Regions from separate parts of the Danio rerio genome. Here region 1 is linked to region 2. The links are chromatin contacts, called in public Hi-C maps. All regions are on one chromosome and are shown on one strand. Each heading gives the region's core, a stretch centred on a gene start, on an enhancer-like site or on the middle of the called end of the contact. The rest is flanking DNA. Distances are from core to core; before and after follow the strand shown.

Region 1 (5,681 bases), core at 2,494-4,993, 180 kb after region 2:
AGCATTCATTTAGTTGTTCAATGAGATGAAAGCCCACTTAAACCCAAGCACCATCAGGAGCAACAAGCTAGCGCAAAAACTCAGTTGAAAATATTGTGGTAAAATAAATTTCCATATTTTAAAGACAGTGCAGAATTCAGTGCTGCTTGTCCTGTCTGAGGCCCATTTTATGTTGTATATCAATCAGGTAGTAAAAAGCATTGAATTTTAAAGAAACCAGATTTTAGAAGGGGTGATTTTCATATTAGAATCACAGATCACCACAAGTGATTGAGCTAGCCTACTGACAATAAAAAAGTTCCTGTGCATATACCATACATTAACTTGAAGAAACTCTCAAAATCTATAGGTAAATGCTGTTCAAACAGGATGGGTCAAGAGAAAATCAGTCTGCTATATGAAAAGAATGTTATCACTAACCGCATTTCTGTCAACATTTTTGCTCTCTAGATGTGAATGTAGATCAGCCTGATGAGAAGTCCATCATCACATATGTGGCAACATACTACCACTACTTCAGCAAGATGAAGGCACTCGCCGTTGAAGGAAAGAGGATTGGCAAGGTACATTTTTTTTATTAATTACCTTTTCTGAAGTGCCCTTGTTTCTGTAAATACGGGTAATTTTGTCTGTGAAGTCAATGGGGGTGTTTTTGATTGTTTCTGTAGGTGCTGGATTATGCTATCGAGGCTGATCAACTGATAGAGAAATATGAGACTCTGGCCTCAGAGCTGCTGCAGTGGATTGAACAAACCATCGTCACCCTAAATGATCGCCAACTTGCTAACTCACTCAGTGCAGTTCAGAACCAGCTTCAAGCCTTCAACACCTACCGCACTGTGGAGAAACCACCCAAGTGAGTGATGTTCACACTAACAAAAGATAACGTCTTCTATTTATTTTTTTATTGCATGTTACTTAACAATCTATTGCAGAATATTTTTCCACTCTAGAATTCTTAACTTTACCTATAAAATCAGTTAGACTAAATGGGCTGTTCACCAGAAATATTGTTTAAAGCATTAAATAGAATAGAATTCAATGGGATGAGAAAAACAAGTGAGAAAATCATTTTTGGCAGTAAAGAGTTTGTAATAGTGGTTTCTAATAAGTTAAATTTTAACTGAAGACTTTAAAAAGCAGTTGAAAAACCTAGCAGCTTAATTCTGTGTAGTTAAAAACATCCATTTAAACAGTTATTAAGATGTATGGTTAAAAAAAGGTCAAGCGTTGGCCAGTGTAGTAAGAAATTTCCATTTAAATTAGGCCTGGGCGATATGGCAAAAATGCAAACTGATTTTTTTTTCAATACTGAACAGTAACGATAACTTTTGATATAAGTTGTTAATGCTTCCAGCTTTAAAAGTTATTATTCCAAAAATAACTAGTGATGAGTCATTCATGAACGATTTGTTCAATGATGAGATTGATGAGTCCTCTCAGGGAGTGATTAGTTCATTTGCACATGTGCAGGTAGAGTAGAAGATTAGTTTCTTTTTTTCAGTCTTCTATTGGGTTTGAGTCATTTGTTCATCACGGGAAAGACAGAAGCCAATCTTACACATTTAGAGCTGAAAAAAGATTTGATCCGTTTATTTCTCAAGTCTTTGGGTGTGAGTTATCTCTCTTTACACGCTGTTACATGATGAACGAATGACTTAAAAACCAAAAGACTCGAAAGTTGAACTAATCATAGCTCTTTTCAGCTCACACTGTGTGCATTGGTTAAGCTTATATGAGACTGTCAATAAACGAACTACTCAGATTTGAAGACCTGTCAGAAGAGGTGAGCTGACGTAGACAAAAGAACAGGTAAACAATAAATGATTATTTTCTCTCTCATAGCATTCTTTATGATTTGCTTGTTGCGTGATCAACATTTGGGCTAATTGAAAATGAGTTCGGAAGCAATTCGTAACATTTGAATAATATTTTGGCAAATTGAACGAAATGACTCGAAAAAAGATTTGTTTACCTCAAAGAAGAGACTCAAAGGTGCAAGTCAGTAAAATAATCAGACTTCCCATCATTAACAATGACTGATGCAACAAAAATTAGAGAGTTCAATAAATTACTATTTAACATATTGTTTATTAATAAAAACAGATTACACACTTGGCCTTTAATTAAAAGAAATACTAAAATACATATAAAAAGACTAATCCATTTAAGGTCTGGCATTACAAGGTAAATTAAATGTGCAACACATAAACAAAAAATATACACAGCAGAACTTCCAGCAAGTACACACAAATGGTAAAACTTTCAAGGTTTTTTTAGGTGAAACTTTTTTAGATGATAGAATAGGTTGGTTGTATTGCCAGACCACTTCCATACAATCGAATTCATACTGCCTTTTTTGTCGATAATTTCAACTTAAGTTTAATTTCCCTTTCGTCACTGCTTCCTCTCAGTATTTCTTTATTTTTGTTGTCTTGTCAAGTTTGTTAGCAAAGTGAGGTAGGAAATGGTCTTTTGACTTTGACTTGCATGCTGCATGCTGATTTGGTTGTTGTCGCATATTGCTGCTGTGTGATGGACTCTCGAGTAAAAATGTCCAGAGTTTATCATCATTATCAAAATAAAATGTATTGCAATTTGATATGATATTGTTTAACAGCCCTATTTTGAGTTATTTACTTTTTTACCCTATTGTCAGATTTGTAAAAATCTTGTATTAAGCATGAACATATTTTTAAAGTAAATTTCTTGATTCAAGAATGTTTAGATCTTTTTACAAACATGATGATAAGATTTTATTTGGGAATGTTTTGCCTATAGGTAATGTTTGCCAGTAGCAAAAAATAAGCTGTGTAGGCATTGTTTTAGCACACTCATTCAATGTGGCTACATTGTGGCATATAACACCCACTTTTCAACATCTAATCCATTTCCGATGGATGACTTCAGGCCCTGCTCAAAAGATTATCTCACTAAATATGATAAACATCAATACAGAGAAGTAAAATGCGCTGCAAATATAATTTTTATGTTGACAAAAATTGATTGATCGTCAGTATACATTCTAGACATGTCCATTTAACCCCAAATGCGTGTTTGACAGGTTCACTGAGAAGGGCAATTTGGAGGTTTTGCTCTTCACCATTCAAAGTAAAATGAGAGCAAACAATCAGAAGGTATACATGCCAAGAGAGGGAAAACTTATCTCTGACATCAACAAGGTATGTACACATCAAATACTACATATAGATCTACAAAAATAGCTTGAGTATTGATTAACACCCATGGCCGGTTGTGTTTGCTGCTTGTCTGAGAAGGCGTGGGAGAGGCTGGAGAAAGCAGAGCATGAGAGAGAGTTGGCACTGAGAAACGAACTGATTCGTCAAGAGAAGCTGGAGATGCTGGCTGCACGTTTTGATCGCAAAGCAGCAATGAGAGAAACCTGGCTCAGTGAAAACCAGCGGCTGGTGTCACAGGTAAGGCAGAGTCACACAAAGAGGAAATATTTATCGTTTCATGTGCAATGATGAATAACACCGAATGTTTTTAATCCCTTCAGGACAATTTTGGTGTTGAACTGGGTGCTGTGGAGGCTGCCACTCGCAAACACGAGGCCATCGAGACGGACATCCAGGCATATGGTGAGCGTGTAGCCGCCGTAGAAGCTGTCGCTCGAGAACTGGAAGCAGAGGGATATCATGAAGTGCGACGTGTGCTGGCGCGGAGGGATAATGTGCTCAGGCTGTGGGAGTATCTGAAGGAACTGCTTGCAGCACGACGAGAGAGGCTGATGGCACACCGTGACCTGCAGCGCCTCCTACAGGAATTGAGCTACATCATGGAATGGATGGAAGACATGAAGGTAATGACTTAATCTTAACTGCTATATTAAAATATATGTTATTTTAGAATTGAAAAGTTTTATCTGTTAAAAACAAAAGAAGATATTTTGAAGATAAACACTGAAAACCTGTAACAATTGACTTCCATAGTAGGGAAAAAACAATGTCATTGGTTACAGGTTTCCAACTTTCTTCAAAATATTTTCTTTCAAAACATCAAGAACAAACCTCAAACAGGTTTGTGACTAGAAAAGAGAGAGTAAATGATGACAGAATCTTTATTTTTGGGAGAACTATGCCTTTAATTTCCAATTATTTTTTGCCTGCATTTATTGTGTTTAGTGTGCAATCACTTAACAGTGTGTATTTGTGTATTCGTGTTTAGAGTCGTTTGCAATCTCAGGACAGTGGAAAACACCTTCATGATGTGGAAGACTTGCTCCAGAAGCACACACTGGTGGAAGCTGATATATCTGCACAGGCTGAGAGAGTCAAAGCTGTTCAGGCCACTGCAAAGAGATTTGCTTCAAATGAACAGAGTAAGGATACTTCCCACAAACTATATAGATCAGTTTTTTATCCATGTTCATGGTGGACCTCCAGCTCTGCACATTTTCCATGTCTCCTGGTGGTCCTCCAGGAATGTGGTTGAGAAACACTGATATATATATATTCTTGAAATTGTGTTCAAGATCAAAACACAGTCGCTTCTCTTATTGCTTTAGGTTACAAGCCATGTGACCCAGCACTGGTTGAAGAGAAAGTGGATCTTCTGGGTCGAGCGTATGGAGAACTGGGCCAGCTGGCTGCGGATCGACGAGTTCGTCTAGATGACTCCCGAAGACTCTGGCAGTTCCTGTGGGAGCTGGGAGAAGAGGCCGCCTGGATCCGAGAGCAGGAGCAGATCATCTCTGGAGGAGACTACGGTAAAGATCTGAGCTCCGCTCTTCACCTCCTGTCTAAACATGAGGCTTTTCGGGATGAGATGGCAGCTCGGTATGGCCCTCTGGGGAACAGCATTGCTGGTGGAGAAGCTCTGGTGAAGGAAGGCCACGTTGGAGCACCTGAGGTGACTGAGAGGATTAAGGATGTGAGAGCACAGTGGTCACACCTAGAGGAGGTATATAAGAAAATAAACACACTTTATAATCTAGCTTCACTGTCTTATTCCACGATTAACACTCTATCTCTCTTTTCAAAGGCCTCACAGTTGCGGGAGCAGAGGCTGAATGAGTCTGTTGCTTTCCATCAATTCCAGACTGACGCCAATGACATGGAGGCTTGGATACTGGAAACATTAAGACAGGTAAAATAAGAACTGTTCTGTTGAGTAGTTTCTATTCTGAGATTTTTCTGTTTTATAGCGAGTTAGTGTTACACAGCATAGTTGCTTAGATCAGTTAGCTGACTGGATCTTTTGTTCTGTTTGTCCTGTTTTCAGGTCTCCAGTCAAGAAGTGGGCCATGATGAGTTTTCCACACAGACTCTGGCCAGAAAGCAGAGAGAGGTGGAAGAGGAGATTCAAAGTCACCGATCACTCATAGATTCATTACATGAACAGGGCTCATTACTGCCTGAGGCATATGCACATTCCCCACAGGTACACACAGTATCACTCAAATTATATGTTTAAAACTACCTTTCCTATTTTTGGGATTTCCTGTGTATACTACCATACACAAAGCTGGGCCTTAGAAAAATAATTTTTCAAGAAGCTAGGATTTTTAAGCAAGAATAAAATGTGAATATTTCTTAAGCACCAAATCAGATTACATCATGTCCCTAACTACATACGAAGTGTGACACAATAGAAAATTTTAAATACCACAGTCACACAAGCGCAGATAAGTGCACTGTACTCCTAAAAAAACTGGTAAG
Region 2 (5,588 bases), core at 1,839-4,338:
CAAACAAGTTTGCAGGAGGAGGGTGAGTAAAAGCTGTAAAGTCAAATCAGAAAAGGGGTGCTAAAAAATGGCTCTCCTCTATGGGCGTGTGCTGAAGCCACATTAGATTATTTTACTTAGCCAATGCCAACTATGTGCTGGATGGTGTAAACTCAGGACTTGCACTAAACTCTAGAGTACTGAACCGCAGCTTGCCATAATCCTCTCTCGTGGAGGAGTTTGGGGGATGACAGTATAAAACCACACAAATAGATTTATGTAGCAACTGAAGAGCTCAGATAACTCAGTTTTAATTAAGTTTATTAAATCATGTTTTTAATTGCACACTTTTTATTGGGTTCATTTGCAAAAAAAAAAAAACATGATTTATGATTTATGATTTATAAATATAAATTACGTTATTTGTTTTTGCACAAGAACTCTTCAAATATAAAATGAATTTTTAAAAAATGGTGTTAATCTGTTTTTTTTTTTTTCATTTCTGTGTGTCATTTCGCCATCACGGTGGTGCAGTGGGAAGCACGATCGCCTCACCGCTAGAAGGTCGCTGCCTGCTAGTTCAAGCCTTGGCTGGGTCAGTTCAGTTGATATTTCAGTGTGGAGTTTGCATGTTCTCCCCGTCTTGGTGTAAGTTTCCCCACAGACAAAACACATGCTATAGGTGAATTGAATAAGCTAAATTGGCCGCAGTGGATGTGTGTGAATGGGTGTGTATGGGTGTTTCCCAGTGTTGGGTTGCAGCTGGAAGGGCATTCGCTGTGTAAAACATGCTGGATATGTTGCCGATTCATTCTGCTGTGTCAAACCCCTGATTAATAAAGGAACTAGGCCTAAGCTAAAAAGAAAATTAATGAATGAATGTTTGCAATTTCAGGATGTTTCAGGAATGCCAACTGATCCAGCCGCTTGGACCAGCAAACTTCTTGCTGTGAGGCAACAGTGCTAAACCCTGAGCCACCATGTCACCGTGAAGGACATTTTCATCATCTAAATAAATAAATAAATATTTTTTCAAAATAAAAAGTAAAGAATCTCATGTGAAATTAAGGATGAAGGTTCTTAGTGGACTCATTTCTTACGAGTGGCACTTATTAATATTTTTTATTTATTATTATTCATTGCATTAAAATTCTAGAATGAATCATATTGTTTTTTATTACAGTTCACCAAACAGTGTTCAAAGTTGAGAAAATTAAACCTCGGGTTTTGTGATGTGTTTGTCTTTTTCATTCTTGCGCAGTAGGTAGTGCTGTCGCCTCACAGCAAGAAGGTCGATGGTTGGAGCCACGGCTGGGTCAGTTTTTGTTTCTGTGTGGAGTTTGCATATTCTCTCCGCGTTCGCGTGGGTTTGCTCTGGGCGCTCCGGTTCCCCCAAAGTCCAAGGACATGCTATAGGTGAACTGGGTAAGCTAAATTGTGCGTAGTGTATGAGAGTGAAGTAGTGTGTATGGATGCTTACCTGATGGGTTGCACTTGGAAGGGCATCCGCTGCGTAAAACATATGCTGGGTAAGTTGGCGGTTCATTCCGCTGTGGCAACCCCAAATTAATAAAGGGACTGAGCCGATAAGAAAATGAATGAATGGCACATGCGATTGATTCCTTATCCATGTCAAAAATACTGTGATCTGCCACCAGATGCCGCTGCAGCATAAACAACATGATCAGAACACAACAGATGGCAAAAGCAGCACTGTTCAGCACAGGAACTGAACGTTACGCAAACTGCACAATGCAACATATATATAATAGCAGTGTTATGGAGTGCAATTAGGCTATATTTAGGCTATACTATGCAATTTCTAATTGATTTAATTTTTAATTGTTAATAAAGTTAGAGAGATCTTTGAGTTTTACACATAAATATTGTCCAACAGAAAATCAAAAGGTCTTTTTTGAACATGAAACCTCATTCTGCCATCAGACTGTCCCAATTTGACTAAAATAAGTAACCGCTTAATTGCATTTTTTATTTTTATTTTTTACTTTAAACTCAGTAAATTAACTCAGTGTTTCTCAAACATGTTCCTGGAGGACCACTCTGCACATTCTCCATGTCTCCTTAACCATGCACACCTAATTCAGATCATCAGCTCATTAGCAGAGACACTGAAAAACACTGGATTGATTAACTATATACAGCTATACATTTTCACAGAGCATCACGTTTTTTTAAAATCTGTTTGATATATTAATCCAGAGATTTATCCTCAAGTCAACATATCCCGAATATATATTCTCAAGGTTTTCATTTTAAAAGGTCTTTAAAAATAAAGACTGCTTTACTGCTATCTAAATAAAGATGAAGGCACTTGCATTCCAATTTTTGGGCGATGTTACATTTTTTAAAATGTGAAAACAAAATTAACACGGTCAAGGTACGGCTAGAACTACAATGCACATAAACACTGACACTTTTATTGTTTTTTAACAATACAATCATATTAAATATAACAGTGGATGATATCAAGTACAAAAATAAACAAGAATAAAATCAATAAAAGAAAAGAAATTATGATAAATAATATATAAACAAATATATATATATATATATATATATATATATATATATATATATATATATATATATATATATATATATAATTTAGCATTATTTCTTTTCTTTTATTGATTTTGTCCTTGTTTATTTTTTTACTTGATATCATCCACTGTTATGTTTAAAATGATTGTATTGTTAAAACACACTAAAAGTATATATATATATCAAATTAAATAACATTAACAAATTTCTCATAAAATGTTTTTACACTTTTTTGCTGTAAACATTTTGTAAAGTAGTAATTAAACAATTTAAACCACAAAGAAAATTCTGCAAATTAGGAAATGATAAAGACAATTTACATTTGTGAATATTATATTTACCCATTAAATAAATTGCCTATAAATTATGTTATGTTTGTCATGAGAAAAGTAACAAATTATATCACACATGGAAAAATCGATGTTAAACTTACATTTTTAAATTATATCAATAAATATAGTAAAAAAAAAAATCTGTGGAAATCGTCATTAATATGCGCTTTGTTTACGCGGGCGGATGTCATTAAGCCGCGACCGCATCTTTGACCAATCAAAAGTCAGGATTGACCTCAGGCGTTTGTACTGTGGAATGAAGGCTCTGGCGCGTAGCGACAAAACAGTTAATATATTAATGCAGATTAACAATAATATTATCGGGAGTGTTCACTGTGGCTATTTATCCAGCTTTCACTAAAACCAAGTAAGCGACCGCCTCCGTTTACAGGAGGAATGTGTGGGCTAGTTTGCTAATGGCAATGCTACAGTAGCTTGGCTGGCTCATCTTTAGTTTTTGTTAATACTGTCGCTGCGAGACAACATAAGATGAACATTTCCTTCTACGCAGCATTAATATTTCACAGCATTAACTAATAAAATAGGGGTAAACCTGTTGGTTTGGGTGGACAACTGAAGAATTCACAATGAACTCAAAGCGCAACAACAGCGAAAGCGGAGCGGGTAGAATCAACCCAGGCTCCGTTTCAGCATCAGCAAACAGCAGCGCATCCGCGAGCTCCTCTCACCGAAAACAAACTATCATCAACTCGTCCCACAAAGGAGAGAAGGAGGAGTGCATGCAGAACGCGGCCCGCGACAAAAATCTGTCCATCTCCACACTCCGAACCCGCCTCGGACCGACCATTCGGTCCACTCTGTCTGCGGCGGTGGACACTCTTCTGGGCGAGATCGTGACGGTGCTGTCCGAGACCCAGCGCGAGCTCCAGACCAAAGAGCAAGAGAACGAGAAGCTGAAGGTCCGGCTCGAGGTGTCCGAGAGAGAGCTCAAGACGCTACAGGAGTGCCTGTGTAGCGCGCAGAAATTAATCGACCAGCTTCAGGGTCCCTTTGGAAACCCGCCCATGACGGGACATCAGGTGTACTCCACTGCTGGACACTTGAATTCGAGCCGCCTGACTCACCGGAACGCACCTGAGCCGGACCCGCGCTGCTTTACTGGAGCTGAACCCGAGCTGAGTGGCGCTCTGGGCGATGCCATACACGGCTTTGACTCCAGGGAGGAATTCAAGAGCTGCCACCTCTCCATTCAGGCCGACGGGACGGTGACCAACAGCTTCTATGACCCGATATCTGTGCATTCATCTAATATCTGCTCAGACATGAACCGACCTGGTAAGACAACACTCACTTGTATATACAATACATTCAGGTTCTGTTGCTCAACAACACGAAGGGATTCAGGGTAGACAAGATGCAGAGTAAATTAGTAACATATTTTGTTTTGACACTTTTACACATCGGATGACTTTGGATATTTAGATTTTCCAGACACTTAGGTTGCTGCTTATATTTTAATCTCAAAATGACTGTTATCATCTTGCAATTGGAAGGTTCTATCTGACATCTTTATCAATATTGAAGTGTTCATGTTCTGTTTCTGGGGCAGCATATTTACCTTATGTGATGTGTTTTACTTGTGTAAGTTTTGCCATATGGAATGCAAATCTTTAAAGCTCAATATTTCAAAACACTTACAGTGCTCAGCATATATAAGTACATCCCTCACAAATCTCTAATTTCGATTAAAATTTTTAGAGGAAGTTTATATTATTATTTTATTATTATATTATGTTTGTGCATATTCATTAGATTAGTCAGTACTGAAGTCAAATCTGGAGCTAATCTAACAAAATAACTGATGATAGCTGGCCAATATTAGTACAACCAAATTTATGTTTGGGGAAAAAAAAAAAAGAAACAATGTAAAAAGGGCAAAATTCAAGAGAAACAAAAATTAATTTGTATTTTTTTTTTCTCCAACATTTCACATGGATTTAATTTTATTATCTTTGCATTTCTAAAAATTTTCGGTGACTAAAATGTTATTTTAACAAATATATCTGTTTAATAAATCTGTTTTGTTTAAATGTTAAAATGTACTCATTTATGCTGAGCACCATATTTATTAATTTTAAAACAGATTTTCTTATTCCTTAAACATCTGATGTCTGGTACTTTTACTTTTTCTACATTTCTGCCAGTCATAATATTTTTTGCACTGCTTTTTGATGCGATTAGACTGTTATAGACTAGAATAGACATGGGCCGATATAAGATTCTGATGGTATGATAACCTTGGATAAAAATATCACGGTTCGATACCATGGTATTGTGATTACTGCTCTAAAATAAGTTTTGTTTATATGTCTGTGTAAAAAAAAATACTTTTTTCCCCTTTGAACACAATATTTTGAGAAACATTTAAAATATTTTGGAGCAGTAAACATGTCAGGCTAAATTATTTAAATTAATCTTTGACTTCTGCTGTCTTCAATAGTTTCAAAAACACTCATTTCTGTACAATTTGAAATGGCATTTTTGGAGATCTTTTCTGCTGGAGATACTGTTGTCCTAAAAAAAACGTTTAAAAAAAGTTTTTAAAAAATCTTACACATACCGTAGGAATTGTTTAGCAGACAATTTTGGCGGTTTTAAAACCTTGACTTTTCCAAACCGTGTTATACCTTGAACAAGGTTATCATCCCATGCCTAGACTAGAATTTGATTTGTTATAGATTTTATCAACACCAA

What was found. Hi-C and Micro-C count contacts between places; a contact is called where the count stands out from the background.
Region 1: a contact with region 2 is called in a Hi-C map of an unstated tissue, with 5 times the contacts expected there. The contact joins the enhancer-like site here to the promoter of si:ch1073-224n8.1 in region 2. A contact is called at or near these places in 2 of 18 Hi-C or Micro-C datasets (embryo and an unstated tissue) and 1 of 4 datasets of contacts at active chromatin or transcription factors (embryo).

What each region holds. Positions count from the first base shown.
Region 1 is chr5:38,585,173-38,590,853 of GRCz12tu, forward strand. sptbn2 (spectrin, beta, non-erythrocytic 2) reads left to right here. Exons shown (of 42, transcript NM_001423118.1): 8 at 451-563; 9 at 669-856; 10 at 3,065-3,182; 11 at 3,279-3,437; 12 at 3,521-3,823; 13 at 4,189-4,342; 14 at 4,529-4,923; 15 at 5,005-5,109; 16 at 5,245-5,403. Among named protein-coding and RNA genes, the nearest start is that of cdc42ep2, 34 kb to the right of the region's middle. Within about 2 kb of position 3,744, at least 3 of the 62 cell types and tissues checked have an H3K27ac peak or open chromatin away from gene starts, as enhancers often do.
Region 2 is chr5:38,403,556-38,409,143 of GRCz12tu, forward strand. It overlaps si:ch1073-224n8.1, which reads left to right and starts at 3,089. Exons shown (of 2, transcript XM_001921528.6): 1 at 3,089-4,169. The coding sequence starts at 3,461.